6 separate regions of the Mus musculus genome follow, and all the other regions are linked to region 1. A link is a contact called in public HiCAR-type and promoter capture Hi-C data. All regions are on one chromosome and are shown on one strand. The core of a region is the stretch at or near the end of the contact, and the rest is flanking DNA. Distances in the headings are between cores, read along the strand shown.

Region 1 (3,045 bases), core at 209-2,708:
CCATAAAAGTCCCCATCTCAGAGGACCAACACCGAATGTGAGGTACCTCTCACCTTAAATGATTAGGGTGGGGGTAAGGCTCACCACACAGCCCATGAGATGTTCGGAGAACAACCTTTTGGAGTCTGTTCTCTCCTTCCACCTCATGGGCTCCCGTTGTCTAGCTTGGCAGTTAACTTACCAGACTCAACTAAAATGTCTTCCAAATCCTTGAGAAACCTAACACTGTAACAACAGGGAGAAGCTGATAAATGCATGAGCAGCAGCCTCATCAAGAGGGCACTGTTTGTTTGGCTTTTTGATAAGTCTCACAGCCTTGTCTGTCCTGGAATTAACTATGCATAAGAGGCTGGCCTCAAACCAAAGAGATTAAAGGCCTGTGACTCCGTGCCCACCGGAAGGACTTTAATAATAAACTTTTAAAAGGAATGCAAACTGCATCCTAACCCAGACACCATAATTGTGACCTTCAGAAGACTAAATAGGCTGAAAGACTCTATGCATAGCCACAGGACCATAATACAGTTTAGTTTATAAATGCCCCAATCCTGGAGCCCTAAGCAAATCGAGTGATAATTTCTAAGCTTGGCTCAATTCCCAAAGTTAAATCTGCCTTTCACAAATCGTCTTCCGTTTTTCAATGCACACAGTAAAAGAAGTTAAACAGTTTAATCTGGGCATTATAATTTTATAATTTCATCAAGTGAACTTCTATATGGAAACGACCATGATTAAAACTGCGACGGGGCGACTCGGTCAGGCCACCGCCCACCCGCTTCCCGCTCGCTGGCTGTGGTTGTAGAAACGCGCTTGCGCATAGGGACACGGAAAGAAGAGGAAAAAAAAAAAGATAAAGAAGTGAGGAGAAAAAAAAAAAACGGCCCGACCGCGTGCCTAGGCCCCCCACATGCCGGCCCGCGGCGCCTGCGCAGTGCGGTGCCTGCAGAGCCAGCCGCTTCCTCCGCCCCCTCAAGCCCCGCTTCGGATTGTGCGCACGCGCAAGCGCCTGTCCTCGCGCAAACCCCGCCGTTTGCCCAACGCCTGCCCCTCCCCCACCCACCAAAAAAGCGCGAGGGCTGCAGCGCCTGCGCAGAGATTTTTCCCCCCTGTGAAAAATAAATAGCTTTTTAAAGTACGAAATTTCCCCTTCCTTCCGGGAGTCTAAAGCCCCAGCCTCACCCCGCCGCCGCCGCCCGCCGCCCCGGAGCCTCCGCCGCCGCCGCCTCCGTGCTGGTCGCCGGCGTTTTCAGTCTTCAGCCGTTTAGGGGCTCGGCCTCCCTCGTTGCCGCCGCCGTAATAGCGACCACCGCCACCTCCGCCGCCCGCAGCCGCCATCTTCACCATCGCTCCCGCCCGCCTCAGCTGCTCGTCCGGCTGCTGCCTCTGCTCGAGCCGCCGACGCCGCTTCTCCGCCCGGGGCAGCAGCCTCCGCGACATGGCGGCGCAGAACCCGCCTCCCCCCGCCTCTCATTGGGGGAGGGACACGCCCGTCACTCGCCGCCCCCACCCGATAGGGGGAGCCACTGGCCCTATCTTGGGGGGAGGGGAAGTTTCCTCACGGTTCATTTCTATTGGATAGGACGCATGCCGTTCTATTGGAAAGACCGCCTCTGTTCGCCAATCGCACTCCTTATAGGTGAACGCTTCTTGCCAGTCATTCCGCCAGGCCCCACCTCCTTAAAATAAACTCTGATTTAATAGGCCAGATTTTTGGGATCGCTCCGCCTTCCCACAAACAGTAAATGGAAGTGGGCCTCCGAAGCTCCGCCTCCTTCCCGCTCTCATTGGTTTCCTAGCTAATCGGTCACTCTGAAATCCTTGCGTTTCCCAGTCACAACGACCATCTTCCCGCGCCACTCCGCTGGGATACAAGAAAGGCCTTCCCTTCTGTGTTCCTACAATTGTTCCCCCAGGTGCCCGTCTCGTACGTCAACACTCGATTGGTCAATGAAGAGTGGAAAGAATGCCCTATTGCCAGATGGTATAGGACGACTGATAGCTTCTGATTGGTGAAAAAGGAGAGCCCGTAGGCTCTCTGTGGCGCAATCTAGGAACCGGTCCCGAGAGAGCGCATGCGCTCCTGTACTTTTGGGGGGGGGGGGGGGCTTCAATAGAAGAGGTGACTTTAAGGGATACAACTACTCGAGTACCCGAACGGTCTTTCGCGCGTCTGTTGTTTGCAAGCTCCGGAAGTCTAGAGCAAGACAACAATTTGCAGCAGCTATAACCCATTAGAACGTTTACTTCACCTCTACCCTATCCTAAGCTGGAGGTTATTATTTTTAAAAGAACCTTCAAATCTGAGCACTTCTCACTAATAAAACACTCATTGATTGCCATGTGACTTTGGACCCTGGCAGGCACCGTCATTTCACTCTAAATTCAGTCATGGTGGTAGATCTTTATAGTTCAACTCGGTTCGCACTTGGCAACTGAGCACCCTGCGTCCTCCAGAGTGCTCTGTGGCTTAGACTCGCTACTTGGAGACTGCTCTGAAGCGATTGTCTCCTCCCAGGGTCCTGCGAAGCCCGAGAGCTGCAACGCCGACAAGTGCCCGCCGGGGAGCAAGCAGACAGGGAACGTACTGACGGAGGATCCGGATCCCGACCACAGACCCGTCCAGAGGCTTTATGGGGAAACTAGGGAGTCAAGAAGACTCTGGGATGTAGCTCAGCAATGGAACGCTTGCCTAGCACAGACAAGGCGCGTATCTACCCCCACCCCCACCACACGCACGCGCGCGCGCGCACACACACACACACACACACACACACGTCTTGAGACGGTGTAAGACTCACAGGCCGCTTCAAAACGTGCTGTGACACCTTTCCACCAGGTCATTCCCAAAGCGGATATCCGCTTGGTACTAAGTTTGAAATGTGAGTAAAGGCTCAGAGAACAGAACCCCGGGTGTTGGGATAAGTTTTAAGCATGGCGTAGTGGTTGCAAGCCTGTAATGCAGCGCTCTGGAGGCAGGATTGCCTTGAGTTCAGGGCTACCCTGGGATACAAAGGGATTCTCCTAATTAAAAAAGTTTGGAAGCGG
Region 2 (3,045 bases), core at 382-2,881, 1.6 Mb before region 1:
AACTCATAACTAACTGGCTTCAAATAATGATGCTCTTGTCTCCGCCTCCCAGTGCTGATATTACAGGCATAAGCCAGTGCACTTGGCCCAGGATGGGATCTTAAACCAGTCCCTGACATCTCAGAATACTGAGATTCTCTACTCTCCATCCCTACCTCATGGAGACTGAACCCCATGGCCTCACACATGTGAGGAAAGAGCTGGACCACAGAGCAAAACTCCCAATAGTCTTTCTGTTTTCCACTTATTTTTTCCCTTTATTTAGGAAAAAAAAAAAAAAGGTCCTATTATTGTGGCTAGGGCAATCTAGAACTCATTCTGTAGCCCAGGTAGGTCTTGATCCTTCTACCTCTGCCTCCGGAGTAGCTGGGATGACAAGCCTGCGCCACTAGGCTCAGCACCACTGAGAAGTTTTTAGGGGCCCTTAAGCATCTGTCCCCACCCTATAGTTTACCTCCATCACCAGGGGAAATGGGCCTGACCGGCCTGGGTCTGACGGAGGGTAGAAATCAGGAGTCAGGAAGCCTTCAGAAGCAGAGAATGGGAAAGAGCCCTCTGTATAGGTAGCATGGATGCTAGGGTCCCAGTCTGCAAAGCCTGAAGGGGGAGCCAGGTTGCCAGGTCCGGAATCCACAGTCTCTTGGAAGGCAGGGAAATGAGTATGGCCTGAAACAGAGAGGGTGGTCAGAACCAGCCTGTTATTACAGCCTGGAGACATGGCCAGGGAAGGTAAACCTGGAGTCTCCAGAGGTCCTGAGACACTGAGGAGCTGGGTCCTCCAGTCCTGGGGCATCAGCAAGCTGCGATGCCAGGCCTACTGGATCTCAAGCAACTGGGATCTGAAGTCCTGGAGTCTTAAACCCTGGATGCTTGAAGGACACTATTCATGGACTACTGGGCTACTGAAAACCAACGTCAAATTCCAGGGGTTTTGGTTATAAGACAAGGTGTCTTAGATAGCTCTAGGTGGCCTGGAACTTGCTAGTAAAAAAAAAAAACCACATGACCTCAAACCCAATGGCAATCCGCCCCCCCTCAACTCCGGAGTACTGGGAATATAGACATGTGCAACGATGGCAGGCTGGTCATCAAAATTTCCCATATGGCTCAAGAATAATGAGAGCTGCCTGACTCCTCGGTCCCCAAAGGTCTAAGAGCTGGGATGCCTGAGTCTAAGAGAAGCTGGGCTAGGAGCTAACTTTATTCTTACCTGGCTCTGCCTCATTCACAGATGGAGTCAGTGGCTGGACCAGAGGAGGGGAGAAGTGTCCCTGCAATGTAAAGGAAATGAATTTATGAATCTGGAAGATTCTTCCAGGTCTGTCCCCCACCTGCAGAGCCTCAGAGTCAGGACTACAACTCCCATCTCCCCCAGCGCACATGGCGACTTCCAGAGACTCACCGGCACCCCAGCAGCCTCTGGCTGCTGCTGTCGGCGCCTCTGTTCTTCCAGAAGCTTCTTTACCGTCTGTGTTGGGCAGTGACTACGCTCAGGCCGACTCACTGTGTGTGGGAAGACAGAAGGAAGTCATCAGGAATGTTTAAGTCACCCGAATGCAGCCTCGGTGGCAGCGGTGGGTGGCTGGGAGTGCATGTGGGCGCCCTCCTTTCCTTCGAGCGAGCTGGAGAACTACAAAGCCAACAGAAGATGTTGAGTGCAGGGCCCCGCCTCCGCCATTTCCTTCCTTTTCCTCCACGCTTTTCCTCCGCACCAACTTTCCACCACCGTAGTGGAAACTGAGGAAGTGGGGAGGCTAGCACTTCTCTGAAGCATCTATCTTCTCCGGAGACACCGGGCTCCTCGGAAGCACCACCACATCCGTTAAAAATCCCAACCTAGGCGACCAGGTCCTAACACTAGGAGTGGAGGACTGGGGTTTGCTAATCTCAACTTCCCGAAAAGGCATTTCCAGGTTCCCAATATCTCTGTTTTAACTAGGAGTAGAGGCACACCCCTGCAATCCCAGCGAGGTGGTGGCAGAGGGTCAGGTGTTAAGGCCAGACTCATCTATAAACGAAGTGAGAGGCCAACCTGGACTACCTGAGACCTCTGTCTCAAAACAACAACAAAATGTTTCTCTGTTCTAGAATCTGACATGTGGGGCTGGGCGCAAGGCTGGGTGGATGGTAGAACGTAAGCCCAGAGTCCTCAGCACAGGAAAGGGTGAGTTGCTCCTCTCCAAGTCTTGGGATCACCACTCTTGCTCTAGCCTCTCTGCCAGGATCCACCAAATCAGTAGCGGTGTAGTTCCTCAATGATCCAGGGATCTGGAGTCGCAAAGCTCCCGCCCCCACCTCGGCAAACTTGGGAATAGCAGGGACCAACCATCCCGGAGATGCCCCTGTATCCCATTGGCACAATCCATTCACCCAGAACCCAAGAGTACAGACCCTCAGTCTCCTCTGAGACCTGAAAATCCGGTTCCCTCGACCCAAGAAGAGCAAATCCCCAGCCCAGACTTCCCAGCTCAGACTCCAGCGCGAGAAGGGTTAAAGTCAGCCGAGGACTGACTCGGAAACCCTCGAGACGAGACGCCGCGCGCTGACGTCACGGCGCTAACGCAAGGGAATCTTCCACCTCCCAGTTCCGCTCCGCACGCGCGCGCCGCAGGTGTCTGGCTCGGAGGCGGGGCACGCAGCGAAGCGCGGCGCCCGTGGAATCCCCGCGCACGGGGAATTCCTGTTCGGCCCGGGCACCCTGCACCAGTGGTGCTCTGGGAAGTCCCAGGGCGGGGCTGCTCTCTACCAGAGTGGACTCCTGAGGTCCAGCGCCCGACCTTCGAGGCCCAAACCTGCGTCCATAACCGCAATTTCAAGGATGCAATGCAGCCCCTCCTTGGGTGAAGGAGTCCGGGTCACTTCGTCCTCTTAGAGAACCCCCGGTATCAGGCCTCTCAGTCCTTGCACCCCAACTCCCAAGGATGTCCAACACTCCCAAGGACTCAGAAGTCCAGGATCCCAGCCTCTCCTCTTCAACGTCCAGAATCAATTCTCAGGGCCCAGCTTTACGCTCCAGCCAACCTTCAAAGCATCCAGAAAGGCGCG
Region 3 (3,045 bases), core at 194-2,693, 1.5 Mb before region 1:
GGGGTTTTTTTTGGGTGGGGGGAGTTTCAATAAACCAGTCCTGTTTAACTGAGATCGGTTTTTAAGCGGTTTGTGCGACGCTTCCCAAACCCCAACAGACTTCTGGGCTAAAAATCAAACCCTTCCAACAAACATTTGATGGACAATAGTATGTGTTAGGCATTAGTCTAGCAACCTAGGAATAACAGGAAATGGGATAAAATTTGTTGGCTTCAGGGAGGGGCTGACATTCTAGTGGTGGGGACACCGTTGCATACCTCAACCTGTGATGCCCCAGAAAACCGTTTAAAGAGAAAAATAAGCCAAAAAATGAACAGGGAGAATGATGTGTGTGCACATCCCTCTCACCCCTTCCGCTCCCAAGGTAGCAATGAACTATCTACAGCTTCATAGCAGTAGCTCCCAAGACTCAAAGCTGGACCAACCCCGCCCCTCCCAGGGCCACGCCCCATGTTCGAATCTCCCAGGCCAATTGTCCCTGCCCAGGCGCCCCAAAGTGTTGGAGCCCTAATGTACTTATGTGTAGCTGTCCTACCCTGGCCAGTCCTGCCCAGTCAGCAATAACACTTGAGTCTGGGCCAAACCCTGTCCGGGTCCCCGAGCAATCCATCCGCCTCACGTCATCCCAGGGAAGAGCAACACTGCAACACGTGACAGGGGAAACTGAGGGCGCATGCGTACAAAATGTTCCTCGTGCTACCGCGGCTACGCCCCAATCACGGGATGGAGAGCAGCTGGCTACAATCTTCGCAATCCTAAACCTCACTATTTGTATAGGCAAGAGTAGGGCGGTGTTGTTCCCGACCCCAAGCCCACGGCTCTTTGGCTTCACCCTACCCCTATATCCATGAGACTGGTACAGCTTGAATAACTTCCCGGGACTGTTGCAAAAGACAGGATGAGCTCCATCAAAGTTAAAAGCTGTGTGTCTATGAACAGAGAAAGCACAGGTTAGTAGAGAAACCCAGCCAGACTCAGTAAGCAGTGAAATAGACAGGCCCTGGCCCCACCTTCCTTTAGCTCCGCCTCTTATCTCCCATTGGGCAATGAGCCTACCCGGAAGCTTTGTGATTGGCCAGCCGGGGTGCCGGCTGCGTCCAATGGGCGGTGGCGCCGGCTTTCCCGCGGCCATTCGCTATTCGAGTGGGTGCTGGCTACAGGCGGCTGTTAAGAAGCGTAACGGACACTGGTCTCCGACAGCATGATGGCTGCCTTAGCGGCCGGAGGTTATACGCGGAGTGACACGATAGAAAAGCTGTCCTCTGTCATGGCGGGAGTTCCGGCGCGGAGAAACCAGTCCTCCCCGCCTCCTGCCCCACCGCTCTGCCTCCGGCGGCGGACGCGACTCGCGGCGGCTCCCGAGGACACTGTGCAGAACCGGGTGAGAGGCTGGTCGTCCTGTTTACCCAACTCCGGGCTTCTCTGCCACCTTGGTCCCGCCTCGGGGCCTCGGTCCCTCCCATCGCTTCTTTATTTGCTCCCTCAGGCGGCTTCCCAGGCCCGCCTGGTCCGGAAGCCCCGCCCCCTTGGCAGAGGCTTTCCCCCTGCGTTCCTGCTGGCTTCAGGGTTTGGTGCTGCCCATCTTTCTGGCTCCACTTAGAGTTGGCACATTGCTTTATTTTAGTTCTAACTCCCGGGAAATGGTTTTGCATTTACAAATCATCTCTAATATCACTTTACTGTTCAGTGAGTGACCTAAGACACTTATCCCTTTCATTCCAGTGTGTCTTTGATTTTATTGGAATAGGGCTGGGGACCACTGCAGCCACCAGTGTGCTGTATCGGAGTCTGAGCGAGAGGCTGGCCTGTTGGCTCTTGCCACGCCTCCTCTGTAGCGCCTCGGGGTAAGGTGTGCTCTTCCAGGCCCCTATTTGGTTAACATTCCCCTGGTTTTGTTGTTGTTATATTGTTGTGGGTTTTGTTGTTGTTGTTATATTGTTGTGGTTTTTTTGTTTTTTGTTTTTGTTGTTTGTTTTTTCCTTTTGAGACAGGATTTCTTTGTGACTGAATTCATTCTGTAGACCAGCAGGCTGGCTGTGAGCTCTGAGATCTACCTTTCTGCCTCCGGAGTACTTGCCTGGCTTATTTGCGTAACATTTCTTGGTCTTCCTTCCTTTTTCTGTTCCTGATTTCTTTCCTGTTCCTTCACTAGAACTGATTTTTATCTACTTACGGCTTAAAATTATGGAGAATGTAAAAATCTTAGCACTGCTGCCTGGGGAGCAGGGTGTACAAAACAGTTCCACAAAATTTGAGTCACAGAAAGAAATGACTTTGGGTAGAAGGAATGCTATTAGTAAAACTTTTTTTTTTTTTTTTTTTGGTCAGGGTTTCTCCGTGTAGCCTTGGCTGACCTGGAACTGGCTGTGTAGACCAGACTGGCTGAGGTCAACTTTTGAGAGTTCATTCTCCCAGAGTCAGCTTTGGCCCCAAGGGCTTTTACCTACGGAGCTATTGGCTACTAGTCTAGAGGCAGTGGGACCTGGGAGAATGGAGTCATAAATGAGGCAAGCTAAAGTCTCCTGTAGTAGCCAACTTTAGTCTGAGCAGCAGACAGTTTGTACCCTGAGGGTTAAGAGGAGTCACAAGGACAAGTGACACACATGGCAAAAACATGTTTTTCCATCGAGACATATAAAGAAATAACAATACTTAGTGTAATGAATAATCTGAAATAGACTCACTCCTATCTCCTACACCTGGAGGGGCACAAAACCAGGAACAATTCAGTTCTGTGTTTTTGAAGAAACTGAGATCATGAGATTCTTGGCTTGGTTTCTTGGAGTTTTCTTACAAGCACCCAAATCTCACAGGGGTCCATTCTTGGACCATGTTCTGACACTGAGCTACCTCTCTGGCCCCAAAGCAACAGGTTTTTGTTTTCCTGTTTGCTTTTAAGGTTTATTTATTCTTATGTGTATGTGTTTTGCCTATGAGGGTGCCTGGTGCCCCAGGAGTCCAAAAGAGGACCTTCTTGGGTCCTCTGGAAGTGGAGCTACAGATGGACAAGCAAGTGCACTTGTTAACTGCTGAGCCATCTTTCCA
Region 4 (3,045 bases), core at 140-2,639, 1.4 Mb before region 1:
CGCACCCTACACCGCACGACCTGATAAGACTGGCTGCTCCCTACCCACGAGAGAAATAAACACGGGAAACACTAGTGTAGAAACTGGCATTTATTACAGGTGGAAGAAGGAACGATCACTCAGTCCAGCGGTGGCCGCAGTGTGGGGCAGTGCAAACATAGTACAGGCGCATGGCGTCCTAGCAATAAGAACGTTCAGTCAGGGTCTGGACCCAGAGGATAGTGTGAGGACCAAAAGAAACGATCAAAGAAACTTTCCCAATCTTGATTTGAGTAAACAGGATCAACCCAAAACTGGCGTGTCCCCCCCACCCCTACCCCCCCAAGCACCCAGCCGCCACTCACCTCAGCTCGGGCACTGTGTGACTGAAAGAACACTGCCTCCTTGTGGCCACACCTGAGGGAATGGTTCAGTTACTAAACCGCGAAAGACCTCTCTGTGCACAGCCACTCCTCTTTCCCTATGCCAGCTGCGTACTCACTTCTGGCACGGGTGGTCCTCCGTCCGGGGCAACGTGGGGTCCTGGGACACGTCTGCGATGATCTGGGTCAGCTCGCTGCAGGCATAGGGAAGTAATTAGCGGTCAGGCCGGGTGTCCTAAGAGGTGACCCGTGCCCCAAGCGAGGTCCCGCCACTCACTCCACTTCGTGCGTGATTTTGTTGACGTAGATGCAGCTGTTGTCGGCTTCCTGCTGGTAATCGCAATTCCGGCACTGCAGACGGGAGAGCATGTGGGAGGAGTGTCACAAACAGATCAGATCTCCAACAAGACTGGACAGGAAGGCAGGGTGTTCCCAAGGAGGGCATGGACAACATGGGAGAGAGGGTGTGCTGAGGGGTAGTCAAGAGGCGAAAGCGTGGGGGAGCCAGCAGGGAGCGCGCAGGGAAGGCGTGAACCCGCGGGCGAGAGGGTTGCCGGTACTCACCGCGTACAGCAGAATGCGATTTTCCTTGTCCTCCTTGGGGTACAGCATGTTATTACTGTGGGGAGGGGAGGTCAGAGGTCAGCCCTGGAGCCAGTCCTCACTGCCTTCCCACACCTACTGCCCGGGCCTCACCATTCCTGGCAGAACCGAATACCCACGAAGCCAGGCTCGTACGTCCCGTCGGGTTCCATAGCGACTGGGCTGCTGAGCCTTCTGCGCTTGCGCGGGCGCGCTACGGAACGCGGGAAGGGTCGCACACCGAAGCTGCACCAAACTAGGGCGATGCTGCGCGCATGCGCGGGTTCCTTATTTTTTTATTTTTTTTATTTTTTTTTTTATGGATGTCTGGCTGACGGCTTGCGTCGATCCTTTGATACCCTCTGCTACTCACTCCCGATTTCGGAACCTGCTTCCCAACTCCGAGTGGAATGGATCTAGGACAAGGGCTGGGACTATGATGCGCGATGTCATCCGCAAGGCGCTGAGCGTGAACGAGAGAATCCGCTGCTCTCTTCTTGGCCCAAGGCCAGTGCACATGCGCCGAACTTACACTCGGCGGACCGGGACAACTCCAGCCATTCTTCCCGGCTTCGGCCTCCTCCCGCCCTCCTCTCCTGCTTCCCGTGCACGGAAGGCCTCTCGGGATTGGTTGGACGTACCCGAGAATCCGCCTGTCCGTGGAGAAAGAACAGCAGCGATTGGCTGGCCATGTTAGGTGGAGAACTTGCATTGGTCAGCTCCAGAACAAGGGGCGGGACCTATATCCCAGAAGCAGCGGCGGCCACTGCGGAGCCGGTGTGAGACGGCTGAACCGCACCGCGGGCCACTCCGGGGCGCAGCGAGATGGAGGTGACGGGGATATCGGCGCCCACCGTGATGGTTTTCATCAGCAGCTCCCTCAACAGCTTCCGTTCGGAGAAGCGATACAGTCGTAGCCTCACCATCGCAGAGTTCAAGGTGTGGCCGTGGGGGCGGGGTCCGGAGGGGCGGGGCAAAGAAAAGGGAGTAGGGGGCTGAAAACTAGTGGGCGAACCTGGAGGGAAGGTTGCAGAGACTGACAGCCAGCCTCCCAGGCCTGGGAGCCCCGGAGAACAGAGTCCACCGAGTAGGGGCAGGACCCGGGAAAAATCAGACACTCCAGAGAGCCGAGGGGGCGGGTCCAGAAGGAACTGGTCCAAGGTGGGTCTTTTTGGAACTTGTTTGTTGATCAAAGTCTGAAGATGAGGCCTCTGACAGCCTTTCTCCTCATCTTGCCTCTTTACTGCAGTGTAAACTGGAGCTGGTGGTGGGCAGCCCTGCTTCCTGCATGGAACTGGAGCTATATGGAGCAGACGACAAGTTCTACAGCAAGTTGGATCAGGAGGATGCACTGCTGGGCTCCTATCCTGTGGATGACGGCTGTCGCATCCATGTGAGGACACCCTTTCCCGGGACCCGCCCCACATTCATTCACTAATTTATTTCTTCAACAAATACCATGTTTTGCCCAGTGTGATAACCAGTATAGGCTCTAGCCACATGGAAGCCCCAGTTCAGCCTGGTCAGAAGCAGACATTCAGTAGACAGTGACAAACCAGAGTTGTCTGAACTGGCTTAGGGGGAGGGAGCTCACGGGAAATTCATCAGAGGTACCAGGCTTTACCTGGGGATATCTGAAGAGGCTTCCTTGAGGAATGGGTATTTGAGCTGATATCTAGAGAATGTTCCATGGAGAGGACAAAAGTATAACACTGTAAAGAACTGAGGTGAGCCATCAAGTTCTGGCCCGATTGAGAGCAGCAAGAACACAGAAGGCCTCTGTGTGTATCAGCTCACATCATTCTGCCCTCAGCCTCTCCCCACCTTCCCTACTCATTCCCTCCCTGCTAAACTCTGTCCATTCCTTTTTCCAAATCTTTACTGAAGGTGTCATCCACCACCGTGGCCTATGGTGGGCCCAACACACCTGTAATCTCAGCATTCAGGAGGAGTTAGGAGGCAAGCCTAAGAGAAGCAGTGGGACTCTGTTAAAAATGAAAAACTAAAAAGGTGGCACACGCCTTTAATCCCAGCACTTGGGAGGCAGAGGCAGGCGGATTTCTGAGTTCGAGGACAGCCTGGTCTACAAAGTGAGTTCCAG
Region 5 (3,045 bases), core at 239-2,738, 1.3 Mb after region 1:
AGACAACAGGAGTTCTGTCGCCTGAACCGGCATCCCACTCGGAGAAAGAGAACTGACTCCCAAAACTTTTCCTAATCTCCACAGAAATGCATGGGCAGGTACATCAATGGGGAAAAAAATTAAAAACAAGTACCTCTGCTTTTCTCCTGGGGGGGGGGGGGGCGGCAGGTGGGGAGGGGCAGAGAGATAAGTAGGCTAAGTAGGTAAAGGCCACCAGGCCAAGCTATCCTCTGGTTTTACATACAGTGTAATAAAACATGTCATTTAAAATTAAAAAATATATATATTAGAGGGGTTAAAACAGCAAACTCAAAGTTCCTACAACTACGTCTGACAGGTATTCATTAAATCTGAACTAAACTAGTGACAGACTGGGACAGTTGTAGACCTAATGTAAGTTGCATGCAGATGTGAGGTGGAAACCAAGTATATAAGACTATTTAGCCACCCTGGCATGATAGCAGAGGCTTTTAATCCCAGCACTGGGTAGAGGGGCAGAGGCAGGCAGTTTATCTGTGAGTTCAAAGCCAACCTGGTCTATGTAGTGAGTTCCACGACAGAAAGAGCTACAAACAGAGACCCAGCTTCAAAAATAATAAATAAGTAAATAAACAAACAAACACACAAACAAAACAACTTTTCAAGTATCTTTCATTTACTGCCCACAAATGAAGAGGAATGTTCTATTTCTATTGTATTTCAAGTTAAGGTTCCCTTCTCCTGGCTAGGATAACAATGCAAAATGCCCCCTTTTAAATTGAGGAACATGCATTAGTCATTATTTTAAATCGCTATTTCAGGACTCAGGAAAGAGGCAAACAATCTTCTTGACTGTTGTTTTGCTTCCTTTGGGCTTCCCTCCTCTATGTTGTTAGAACTCTCAGCTACAATCCCGATCCACCGAGCTGTTGGTATGCCAAAGACATTCATCAGGATCCACACGACGAACATAGGAGCCTGAGATTATCGGTTTTCACTAAACAGAGAAAACTTGGGCTCAGAAAGGTAATGACACAGGCCCAGTTCTTGCAAAGGGAAGCTGGGATTAGAACCCAAACCCGCTGGCCTGCTAGCTCGGGCAGCTCCCGCGCGGGTACCCATCATCAGTGCTAACGAGGATGGAAGAGTAACATGGAGAGCTCTGAGAGCAGAACGGGTGTGCACGACCTGACGTCCCATTACACGGGTTCTACGGTCAGCTTCTGGGCCCCCATTGTACAGAAGAGGAAACTGAGGCTCAGAAAGAGAAATCATTTATCTGATCGTACAGTATGGGCTGCGCGGGAAGTCCAGACCCCCGGCCACCCCGTATCTCCATCCCTAACCTCCTCCGTCCCAGTCCCGCACCTCACCTGGCACTCTGGGGCCCGCACCCCCACGAGGCGCCCGCCCGCCCTCCGGGTCGCGCCAACTGTCAGACACTCCTCCCTCGGCCTGGGCCGCCCGCCCCGGAAGTCCTGCCCTTGATACCGGAAGCCAGACTGCACCTTCCACCAGCCGCTCTAGCCCTCCTAGCCTCCAACCAGCAAGAGAGTGTGGGGCGGCGACCATCACATGACAACACAGAGCCTCGGTCGCGAAGAACGCCGCCAATCAGAAAGGATCAAGTCTAGCCCCCACCCTGCCCGCAGTCTAGCGCGACTGCGCCTGCGCACAGGTGGGCGGGAAGGCGGGGCTAGGTTCTGGAGTAGAAGACTCTGACGTGCAGGTACTGTGCGATCTGGTGCGCGACACCTTGGCTGCCCTCCCTGTGTCACCCTCTCGTCTATAATGCATCTCTTCTATATCGTCCTTGGCCCACTTAGGTGCCCTCATCCCTTCTCTTAAATCATACCCCACTTAAATCGTCACCACCCCTCCCCTTCTGACGCCATGACCTCTCTCACATCGCCCCCTCCTTTAAGAAGTAATTTTTGTTTTTTTGTTTGTTTACAATTAATTGAGTATCTGTGACTGCATTTACCCGAGGAGATCAGAAGATGTCTAATTCCCTGGATTTGTAGTTACGAATGGTTGTGAGCCATCCCATGTGAATGCTGGGTTTTCTAGTTCAGGTCCTTTGGAAGAGCAACAAGTGCTTTTAACTGCTGCACCATCTCTTCAGCACAAACATTGTCCTTTTTATTCATTTTCATTCCCCTTAAGCCCTGATTGGCCTTATATGCTCAGTTTTCTCTTTTTATGTGACAGGGTCTCCTTGTAACCTCAAAGTATGTCAGCTCAGACACGCCCCTGCTGTCCCCAGTGCTCCGCTGGTCACTCTTCCATCTTTGTTAGCACTGGGTACCTGTGCGGGAGATTAGCATTCAGTCACCAGTGCAACTCAGGCTGGCCTTGAATTTTAGATCCAATTGCTCAGCCTCCTGAGTGTGGGGATTGCAAGCACTGATGAGCCGGTCTCTCTGTCATCATTGTCTTAGTCACCCACACATCTCCTTCATGAAACCCCCATTTCCCCTAAATCTCTTCATACCAGTTATTCTTGTACTTCCTGTTTCCATCTCCCCTTAGATTACCCTCAAATCGCCCTGGTGTCTCCATCTCTCCACTAACACATCTGTATTCAGCATTACCCACAAGGAGCCACCCAGCCTTATAGCTTTCCCTCCTCTGTGGGTACACGTTTCACATATTTCCATGGTGTGGGATATTATATGGTATTCTATGGTATCCCAGGGTCCCAGCTTCACCCCTAAACCTGTGGGAAACCCAGGCCACCAAACCATGCCTCTCCAATTCCTGCTTTCCCATTTGTAAAATGCACAGTAGCCAACAGGTTTGTGTGTCTGTAAACCCAATGTCCAGGAGCTAAAGCAGGAGGATCTCTACCTCAGCCTCTGATACATTACAAGTTCAAGGCCAACCTGAGCTACACGAAACTGTCAAACAACAACAAAAGCGCATGGGGACACTACCAGGAAAATGTGAATTCTGAGCGTTTGTTCATTTGTTGGCTGAGCCTTGTGTAGCTTAGGCAGGCTTTGAATTCCATATGTAGCCATATGTGGTCTTGAATTCCTGATCCTCTTACCTCTGCCTATAGGT
Region 6 (3,045 bases), core at 358-2,857, 1.2 Mb before region 1:
ATTTTTTTTAAAGTATTGCAACATAATGTAATATATTACTCAAGGATGACAGAAAGAGATGGCTAGCTAGTTTGGTGTACAAGCATGTAAATGTCTTGTTTAAGTTTGAGGTTTTGCTAAGTACACACAGACAAGAACAGAAACCAAGCCAGTGAGGGGGGTACCGAAACAAGGTAAATATAAACAATAAAAACGTGTTTTCAGTAGTATGATAATACAGCAGAATTAAACTCACCTATTAACAGTCAGGCCAGACAAATGAGTTTAAAAAACACTCAGCTGATATGTTGCTCATGAGAAACCTGAAACATAAAGACAAAGGGTTTGGAATATAAAATTTGTGACAAATGTAATTTGAGAGAGAGAGAGCTAGTGAGCAAGCTAGAGAGCAGAGCTAGAGAGTGCACACAAGAGAGTGCAAACAAGAGCACACTATCATCAAAGAGCACTTGCACTAAACGGTAACACCCAGTATAAAAGTATTTCTAGAGATTTCTTAATGTGGCAAATAGTTATTTTAATAGACTACAAGCTTACCCACACAACTTTTCTTTGGCTAAATATGGACACATTTGAAGCAGAGGTTTTTTAGAGTCTTTGCATGATCTCCCCTGTGCTCCCATAATCCACCGTGAAAAGAAAATATGTTTGGAATCAGTTCTTTTTAACTTGAGCACCAGAAAACAACAAACAGAGAGCAGATCTGAATTTCAACCAAATACAGCCTGGATCAGCTAAATGCAATGAATCTGCTAACAACGTGAACTGAAGGAATCCCAGTTGGTTTGCTATTGAGCTTAGGAATTTTTTTCAGCCATTATTAAACTAACTTCAGGGCTGGGAATGTAGCTCATTGGTACAGTTTTTGCCTGGTGTGATTGAAGCGTTAGATTTAAATTCAACACTACAAAGGTAAAAGAAAGAAAGAAGAGAAAAGAAAAGAAAAGAAAAGAAAAGAAAAGAAAAAGAAAAAAAGAAAAAGGAAAAGGAAAGGAGAGAAAAGAAAAGATTTTTTTAAAAATTAAATAAGCCAAGCAAGCCATTAGGTAATAATAGAAAGAAAAACTGAAAAAAGTTAGAGAAGAAAGTGTTGAAAGGGCGGCAATGAGGAGGGGGAAATCATTAGAAAGTACAGATTTTTTTTCCCCGTAGTTACGAGTTACGCCAAATGCTACACACCTAAGAACTCCGCGGTACAATTGCACACGCCACGCCATCCCCACACTCACCACACCCTTACTCAACCCCTTACCACCAAACATGGCCACGACAGGACACTCGCTCTCGCACAACCACACCCCCTCCAAATCTCCAGAGTAGCACAAACTCTTACCAGGTTTTTGGTTGCAGCTCCGAACAGGCTTGAGTCCCGCCTTCTGGCCCGGAGCTCTCCGCAAAGCTGTGACCCGGGATACTCCGAGCCCCCCGAGAGCCCGCGCCCAGCCCGAAGCCCACGGCCGGCGCAAACCGGACCACCCGTGCCTCTCCCGTGGAGAGGTCCCCGCAGCGCCACCAGCCAAAACCTCCCGAGACGCAACCTCAGAGACGCGGCATGCGGGCCACGCACGGCCAGCCCCTCCACTCGGGCGGCAGCGCGCGCCCGTTATGTCCCAGAGCACAGGTGCTCCCAGAAGGACCCGCGGCCCGACCCAACTTCCGGTCAGAGCTCGGCTGGCGTTTCCTGTGCTAGGGACAGGAGTCATGGCCGAAGGCGCCGAGGTGGCTGAGCCCATTAGCGCGGCGAGACGGTGACGCCGCCGGCGAAGCAGCGCTGGACGTGAGCAGCTGCGGGGACGGTCTTTTCCGGAACAACCAGAGGAGGCGCTGGGGGCGCTAGGTGGCTGTCCCTTTGTGGACTACATTTCCCAGAAAGGCTAGTGGCCTGTCCAGCCTCTCGGCAGGAGCCTTGCGACTGGGCGGACGCAGTGCCCTGGAATAGTTTTTGTGGTTGTTTGTAATACATTCTGATAGCTTTTCTATGAGGACATGAAATGTCTGGTCGTTGTGGAGTTGTGGCTTAAGTGTAAGACTGTGCCTACCTCTATGTGGCATCTTGCATGTAACCATGGGGCTCCTGTCACCCGAGTGGTTGTGACTTCAGAACTCTGCTCCTGGGAACAATCTCTGAGGTGAGGTTTAGATTCGCAAATTGGTCAGGGTGCCAGTTCTCTCCTAATCTCCATTCTCTACGCAGGATGGATAATGGGGACAAGGCTGGTAATGATCTCTGGCCTGGCCAAGAAAGACCTGGAGGGTCACAATTTTTTTATGTCTACTCCCAGTTTTACCCATTGCCAGGTCAGTTACCCAAAAGAGGCAAAGAATGCACTACAAACCACAAAGAGCCGGGCTTTCCTTTGTGCCGAGCCCAGAGTGATCCCAGGTATTGGACGGCCGCCCCCATCTTACTGCATGCCCGCAAGCCTTACTTTCTTTCAAGCTGCAGTAAAACCACCAGGCCTGGGCGAGCTCCCTAAAGGCTGAGATAAGACCTCTGTCTTAGAATAGCCTTGAGCCTGAATGAACATCCTCCTACCTGCCACACCCTGGGCTCCAGAACTAACCCTCAATTTACAAATTCCTTCTTTATTGTTCCCTGAACCTCTGCTCCTGCCTTTATGCTTCAAAAGGAGAAAGGAGACTGCTCTCTCCCTTTGTCAAAGGTCGAAGCTGACTTGTGACCCTAACCAGTTAGAAGTGTTTTCCCGGGGGGGGGGGGGGGGGGGAGGGAACGGGACGGGGGGAGGGTATAAAGTTTACTTGTGGTTTATTTCCGACTTTCTTGGTCCTTTCCTCATTATTTGCACACCCCATGACCCCAACATCTGAATGCCTCTGGAAGTACTTGCTTAATGACGACTTGTCATTTGAAAATAGATCCCTATATTGTCTCCATTGGAGAAAAGAATAGCTATACCTATTATTAAGTCAGAGAGAGGCATAGAGGTAGCCATGTTCCAAGCCTGATTGCAAGCTAGAATAATCGGCTTAAGTTTAACTGGTGGGAGACAGAGCAGGTGGATCTCTGTGAGTTTCAAGCCAGCC

The links. Promoter capture Hi-C pulls out the DNA fragments that hold promoters and counts their contacts. HiCAR-type assays count read pairs that join an accessible place to other places.
Region 2: a HiCAR-type map of Th17 cells shows a contact between it and region 1, with 5 times the contacts expected there. The contact joins the promoter of Nfkbid here to the promoter of Hnrnpl in region 1. A contact is called at or near these places in 2 of 39 promoter capture datasets (embryonic stem cells and pre-B cells), 1 of 484 Hi-C or Micro-C datasets (B cells) and 1 of 115 datasets of contacts at active chromatin or transcription factors (Th17 cells).
Region 3: a contact with region 1 is called in a promoter capture Hi-C map of liver, with 2.4 times the contacts expected there. The contact joins the promoter of Thap8 here to the promoter of Hnrnpl in region 1. A contact is called at or near these places in 4 of 39 promoter capture datasets (cranial neural crest, liver and pre-B cells).
Region 4: a promoter capture Hi-C map of liver shows a contact between it and region 1, with 4 times the contacts expected there. The contact joins the promoter of Polr2i here to the promoter of Hnrnpl in region 1. A contact is called at or near these places in 5 of 39 promoter capture datasets (cranial neural crest, liver, maxillary cranial neural crest and 1 more), 1 of 484 Hi-C or Micro-C datasets (B cells), 1 of 115 datasets of contacts at active chromatin or transcription factors (pancreatic cancer cells) and 1 of 9 other capture datasets (adipose tissue).
Region 5: a contact with region 1 is called in a promoter capture Hi-C map of pre-B cells. The contact joins the promoter of Pld3 here to the promoter of Hnrnpl in region 1. A contact is called at or near these places in 1 of 39 promoter capture datasets (pre-B cells) and 1 of 115 datasets of contacts at active chromatin or transcription factors (large pre-B cells).
Region 6: a promoter capture Hi-C map of frontonasal cranial neural crest shows a contact between it and region 1. The contact joins the promoter of Zfp568 here to the promoter of Hnrnpl in region 1. A contact is called at or near these places in 2 of 39 promoter capture datasets (frontonasal cranial neural crest and hippocampal neurons).

The regions. Positions count from the first base shown.
Region 1 is chr7:28,809,303-28,812,347 of GRCm38.p6, reverse strand. It overlaps Hnrnpl (heterogeneous nuclear ribonucleoprotein L), which reads right to left and starts at 1,458. Exons shown (of 13, transcript NM_177301.5): 1 at 1,180-1,458. The coding sequence starts at 1,437.
Region 2 is chr7:30,421,861-30,424,905 of GRCm38.p6, reverse strand. It overlaps Nfkbid (nuclear factor of kappa light polypeptide gene enhancer in B cells inhibitor, delta), which reads right to left and starts at 1,631. Exons shown (of 11, transcript NM_172142.4): 1 at 1,403-1,631; 2 at 1,211-1,271; 3 at 455-666. The coding sequence starts at 460.
Region 3 is chr7:30,278,492-30,281,536 of GRCm38.p6, reverse strand. It overlaps Thap8 (THAP domain containing 8), which reads right to left and starts at 1,443. Exons shown (of 3, transcript NR_144498.1): 1 at 1,057-1,443; 2 at 838-929. Wdr62 (WD repeat domain 62) reads left to right here and starts at 1,127. Exons shown (of 33, transcript NM_146186.4): 1 at 1,127-1,381. The coding sequence starts at 1,205.
Region 4 is chr7:30,230,418-30,233,462 of GRCm38.p6, reverse strand. It overlaps Polr2i (polymerase (RNA) II (DNA directed) polypeptide I), which reads right to left and starts at 1,389. Exons shown (of 6, transcript NM_027259.1): 1 at 1,059-1,389; 2 at 927-981; 3 at 640-713; 4 at 482-556; 5 at 345-396; 6 at 76-178. The coding sequence starts at 1,117. The coding sequence ends at 116. Tbcb (tubulin folding cofactor B) reads left to right here and starts at 1,266. Exons shown (of 6, transcript NM_025548.4): 1 at 1,266-1,883; 2 at 2,194-2,337. The coding sequence starts at 1,770. It overlaps Ovol3 (ovo like zinc finger 3), which reads left to right. Exons shown (of 4, transcript NM_001289817.1): 4 at 1-166. The coding sequence ends at 24.
Region 5 is chr7:27,551,661-27,554,705 of GRCm38.p6, reverse strand. Pld3 (phospholipase D family, member 3) reads left to right here and starts at 1,488. Exons shown (of 14, transcript NM_011116.2): 1 at 1,488-1,708. 2310022A10Rik (RIKEN cDNA 2310022A10 gene) reads right to left here and starts at 1,416. Exons shown (of 10, transcript NM_175107.5): 1 at 1,353-1,416.
Region 6 is chr7:29,982,517-29,985,561 of GRCm38.p6, reverse strand. It overlaps Zfp568 (zinc finger protein 568), which reads right to left and starts at 1,607. Exons shown (of 10, transcript NM_001167872.1): 1 at 1,334-1,607; 2 at 236-302. Gm31735 (a long non-coding RNA gene) reads left to right here and starts at 2,041. Exons shown (of 2, transcript XR_001778074.2): 1 at 2,041-2,129.